Regions from separate parts of the Muntiacus reevesi genome. Here region 1 is linked to region 2. The links are chromatin contacts, called in public Hi-C maps. All regions are on one chromosome and are shown on one strand. Each heading gives the region's core, a stretch centred on a gene start, on an enhancer-like site or on the middle of the called end of the contact. The rest is flanking DNA. Distances are from core to core; before and after follow the strand shown. Region 1 holds the start of AAAS (aladin WD repeat nucleoporin). Region 2 holds the start of NPFF (neuropeptide FF-amide peptide precursor).

The links. Hi-C and Micro-C count contacts between places; a contact is called where the count stands out from the background.
Region 1: a contact with region 2 is called in a Hi-C map of muscle, with 6 times the contacts expected there. The contact joins the promoter of AAAS here to the promoter of NPFF in region 2. A contact is called at or near these places in 2 of 3 Hi-C or Micro-C datasets (blood and muscle).

The regions. Positions count from the first base shown.
Region 1 is chr4:143,041,905-143,044,604 of mMunRee1.1, forward strand. It overlaps AAAS (aladin WD repeat nucleoporin), which reads left to right and starts at 1,407. Exons shown (of 17, transcript XM_065934319.1): 1 at 1,407-1,428. The coding sequence starts at 1,422.
Region 2 is chr4:142,871,631-142,874,330 of mMunRee1.1, forward strand. NPFF (neuropeptide FF-amide peptide precursor) reads left to right here and starts at 1,320. Exons shown (of 3, transcript XM_065934283.1): 1 at 1,320-2,700. It overlaps LOC136167083 (cyclic AMP-dependent transcription factor ATF-7), which reads left to right. Exons shown (of 11, transcript XM_065934278.1): 11 at 1-1,179.

The DNA of each region.
Region 1 (2,700 bases), core at 157-2,656, 170 kb after region 2:
CGGCCAGAGCCCGGCGCGGTGCGGCTCCCGCGGGCGGACCCGCCTGGCACGTAACCCGCCCCCGGCCCGGGGCCTGCAATCAGTGGTGCCCGCCACGGAGTTAGAGGCGGAACAAAAGGCACTCTGTGGCGTTCAGCCCCCAGCCACAATAGGGCTTTGTGCGGCCCCCGCCCCCTAGGACTCCCCCGCCAGGCAGAGGGGCTCACCCGCAGCTCCCCCGGCCTGGGCCCGACTGCGGGCGGCGCCCCAGTCCGCCGGTACCCCTCGGGGGTTCGGGAGAGGCCCGCCGCGCTGCAGCGGGGAGGGGTCGGCGTGTCCCAGGAGGCGATTCGGCCGAGCTTGAGCTGCTGCCCCCTTCCCACCCCGCCCCCGTCCAGGTGCGAAATCTCCTGCCCTCGGGCGGGGCGCGGGGCTTCAAAGGCGCTTTGAAGAAGGATCGGAGTTCCGAGGACTCTCCCGCGGGCCGGGGGCCGCGGCGGAAGAGAGTCTGAAAAGGGGCGGGGGACGCCGAGGCTCGCGGCGGCGAGAGGGGGCGGCCCGAAGTGGACCCCCGGGCTCGGCGCTACCCCGCTGGGCCGGCTCCTCGGGACCCCCCAGGGCCTGGCCTTCTCGCCTGCCGGTCTCCGCCTGTCCGGTGCCAGCTCCCGCCCGCCGCAGCCTCGCGGTCGTCCCCTCCCCGGCCCCTCGGCCCCTTTCATCTTCCCTAGACTCCGCTTGGGGTTTTGCTGGTTTCTGGGAGATAAAAACCGCCTCAAATAGCGGCGGCGCGCTGCCAGGACAAACAGGGCCGGGCGGGCCATGTGCGCCTGGTTACCGGCCCCGGGCCGGGGCGCCGGGCTTCGGCGGGCCCGGGGAAGGGGCGGCGGGCCGAGGTCCAGGCACCCAGGCTCCCGTGATGCCTCCCGCCTCTCAAAGTAGGGGGCCCATTTTAGAAGTTTCGAGCAGCGGCCGGGGCGCTGCCTCGGTTTCCCGCCCAGGTTGTAGGGAGGGGCAGGCGCGTGGAGACCGCCTGCTGAGCGCTCTGAGCCCCCGGGACTGTGGGTCTCAGTCACTGTGTCGCCGGGGCCACCGCGCCCCCTGGTGAAGTTAGTGGAGAGTGCGCTAGGCCCGGACTAACCTCCCAAGACTCTGCAAATTGTGAAAAACCATTCAACAAACGTTAAATAAGCTGTATGGGCTTTCCTGGTGGCTCGGACGGTAAAGAATCCGCCTGTAATGCGGGAGACCGGGGTTCGGTCCCTGGATTAGGAAGATCCACTCCAGTATTATTGCCAGGAGAATCCGCGTGGACAGAGGAGCCTGGCCGGCTACAGTCCATGGGGTCACAAAGAGTCGGACACGACTGAGCAACTTAAGCACACACAGGGGAGATGGTGACTGTGTGTGAATACACAGAGCTCCATTCCTTCTCTCCAGGTCACATGACTGGTAAGAGGCAGGCACCTAACTGATAATTACAAAGCAATCTGTTGGTGAAAATCAGGCTTCATTGAAGGGAGGGGGGAAGTTGCAGGCCAGGCTGTAGTGAGTTTGGGGGGTTGGATGGTGCCAAGGTTAAGATACAATGAAAGTGTTTGTGGGTGGGACTTCCCTGGTGGTCCAGAGGTTAAGAATCTGCCTGCCTGTGTAGGGGACACAGGTTCCATCCCTGGTGCAGGAAGATTCCACATGCGGTAGAGCAACTAAGCCCCGTGTTGCCCCAACTCTGAGCCAGTACTCTAGAGCCTGTGTTCACCAACAGTAGAAGCAAGGGCAATGAGCATCCCAAACACAAGGAAAGAGTAACTGTGGCTGCCAGCAACTTGATAAAGCCCTCACACAGCAAGGAAGACCTGGTGCAGGCAGAAATAAATTAATTTAAAAAAACTTTGTGAGTGGCATCTCACTGCTCTCCACAGATCTGTCACACAGACTCCCACTTTTCCATCAACCCTATACTGCTTTCCTGTCTCACAAAGTGCTTTCTCAGCCAATTTCTCCAAACCACCCCCAGTTTTTATATTCTGCTCTTTTACGCTCTCTGTGACTTCCCAGGCAACAGTGAACTAATGGGCGGAGAGGTTACTCAAAGTGTTGTCTGTGCAGTATCACCTGGGGACTTTTTGGAACTACAGCTTCAGAGCTCCACCCCAGAATTTATATTTTAACAAGATTCTCAGATGAGTCCTCTGTTTATTAACCTTCTGGAACCCTTGGTTTTCTGACTTGGGGTATAGCGCTCAAGGGGAACTTTTCATGTAGAAAGAAAGGGCAGACACAGACAAAATATTAAAGCAGAATGCCTCTCCAATGAGGCTGGTTGCTCTTGGGAGTGGGGACTATGCCATATACAGTTCTGTGTGCCCAGAGCCTGGTCCTTGGAATTGATGTGTGAGTGTGAGTGAGTGAGTGAGTGTGTGTGTGTGTGTGTGTGTGTGTGTGCTCAGTCGTGTCCCTCTCTTTTTGACACCATGGGCTGTAGCCCACCAGGCTCCCTTGTCCATGGATTTTTCCAGGAAAGAATACTGGAGTAGGTTGCCATTTTCTTCATGAGAGGATATTCCCCACCCAGGGATCAAACTCTTGTCTCCTGCATCACCTGCAGGGGGTTTCTTTATCACTGTGCCACCTGGGAAGCCCTGGAATTGCTTATTAATACTTGTTAAACGAATGAACCAATGTTCAGAGTCACCTAGTTTGTGGCAGAATTAGGGCTATTTA
Region 2 (2,700 bases), core at 70-2,569:
CTCTGTTTGGGGTAAAATTCTCCCCCAGAATGAAAAGGGGCTGGGGAGTATAGGGCAGCTTAAGGCAGCTTACGTCCTTTGCAGATGCAGGTTTGTATCACAGCTGCTAGAGTTTCTCTTTTTAATGGGGGCTGGTAGCCTAGAGCAGTCTCATCAGCATTAACTTCTGGTGAGTGACATTTTAGCTTTAAGAAATGGCTATGAGCACTAGTTTCACTGACTTTCCCTTAGGGCAGTGGTTCTCAGAATGTGGTCCGGGACCAGCAGGACCATCATCTGAGAACTTGTTAGACCTGCACGCTTGGGCCCCATTCCAGACATACTGAATCAGAAATTCTGGGGATGGGCTCTGACAAGCACTCAGAGCCATTCTCAGAGACACTGAAGTTTGAGAACCATTGCCTTAGGGGCAAGCTGGGAAATCCTTGTAGGGTGTACCATCCTCTGCCTTAGCACTAACATTTTTCCATTTTGTCCAGTCCCTCCCTCCACTGCCATTAAAACAATAACAGCATCACTCATCTCAAAATCTAGATTTGTCTTCCTCTACTTACCCCTAAAACCTGTCCTGCATGGATCCGGACAGGAGTTGGCCCATATACTCCCTTGCAGACGGATTACTCCATGTTCTTTGTTACAGGAAGGACCAGCTGTCCTGTTCTCCCACCCACCCCACCCCCCAACACACCTTTCAGGCAGGGAGATGAGCCTCCAGCCCCAGCAGTGGAAGCCATAGTCTCCTGACATAGTATCTGTTGAAAAGAAAGCTGTGTGTATCTATGGTTATATCTCTGTTCATCTGTATATCTTTGACATGTAGCAACACCTCTCCATGTCATTAAGGAACTTGACTCTGGGTCTGGGTTTCTCCAGTCCCAGTGGTAGACTTTGACAGGCAGGAGGATGCAGTGCTACAGGCTGTTTTGTTACAAAACTGTCTTCTCCCTTTCTCCCCCGACCCACTTCAGCATGATCCCTGTGAGCAGGTTCTCACAGTCTCCTGGGACGGGGCTGAGGCAGAGGCTTCGCTCTATTCTCCCTTCCCGTCCCGCCTCCTCTCCCCTCGCCACATAGCAGTTACCCCCAGCCATGCCTTCTCCCTCTCCCAACCTTGCCCTGACATATATTGTGCCTTATTTATGCTGCAAATATAACATTAAACTATGAAGAGAACCACTGTTCTGTCTGATGCTTCAATAATTGACAAGTCCCATTCTTTCTGGGAACTCATTGGGCTCTCATGCCTGTGATCTTCACTCTCCCAATTCTTAGGACAGAAAGGGCTGGCATTCGTATCCCTCCCTCCTTTTTATGCAGCCTAGAGGAAGTGGGTGGTTTGTAGGAATTACATAACACACTGGAAGGCCCAGCTCTGTGCACTGCCCTGGGGACAAGGGCCCTCAGCATCACGGAAGCCCGCCTAGAAAGAACCGTGTGCTTTGTGTGGATGGAGATCAGATGATGTTGGAAAGCAGGTGAGGTGCCCTCTTAGACTTTCAGCATTCCCACTTCCCCACAATTAGAAAATAATAAGCCCTACCCTCAAGAAGTTTCCAGCATGTCCAGGAAGTGCACAAAGACTTAGACTTCTGTGATTCTGTGAGTCTATGAGTGTGGGAAGAAGCGAATCTAGAAATGAGAGGTGGAGTTTCTTTAGAAGCAGATAAGATAGTTCACAAGAAAAACAGGTAGTGCTCAGGAATTGTGAGGAGGTGTGGGGCAGTCACTACCAGTGTCTTGTACCTGTGTATTCCTTGATACCACAAATGAGGAGGGTGAGCAGGCTCAAGAAGCAGACTGGGAGATACCCAGCTGCCTCCAGGGGAGTTTCCGGGAGAAGAGGTGGTTTGCATGCTGTTCATGGCTGATGTTTGGTACAACTGACACAAACAGGGAGCTCCAGTCTCTGGGAGAGCAGGAAAGGCAGTGTGGTCTTCACTGTGGTCAGGAGCACGTGAGAATCCAGAGAGTGGGAAAGGAAGCTGCTGAAGGCCAAAATACCGAAGCCAAGACTGAGGGGTTTTGGAGGCTGAGATGAAACTGAAAGCAGGACAATTTCCCAAGTTAGAAGAATTAACCCATTCTAACTTCTCGCCAAAGGAGAGACCCATCACCTCCATCCTGGACACAGGAACCAGCTAGAACAGCTCCTTTCTGAATCAGCCTAAGCTCAGATCCATTTGTAAGTGGTGATCAGAGAAATAACGGGATAACTGTGTTTGGGGAGCCCGCTCTGCTTGGTGGAGTACTAAATGCTTTGCATTCATCAAGTAACTTACTGTCCACAAGCGCTCTTGATAACAAGTAGTTGCCTCCTGTTACGGATGATGAGGTTTAGGTTGAGACACTTGACCAAGGCACACAGTGAAGTGTTAAGGGCTGGATTAAAACATTTCAACCCAGGAGCTGCTCTGCAGCACCCCACCCACCTCATACCCTGCTCCTCTGAACTTTGTCAGATAAGAACGGACAAGGACCTCAATATGGTGCACAATCCATTTCCCATAGAAAACCATCTACGCATGGACTTGATAGTTCCTTCTAAGAAGTGGTGAAACTATAAGATACAATGATGATGAATGTCAGTTTCTGTGCTTTGGGACCATCCAGGAGACAAACCTTACAGAAAGGTGCACCCTAACTTAGGTTGCATGGATAGAAATGAGTATCTAGGCCATCCAGATCAAAACCTGCTCTCAT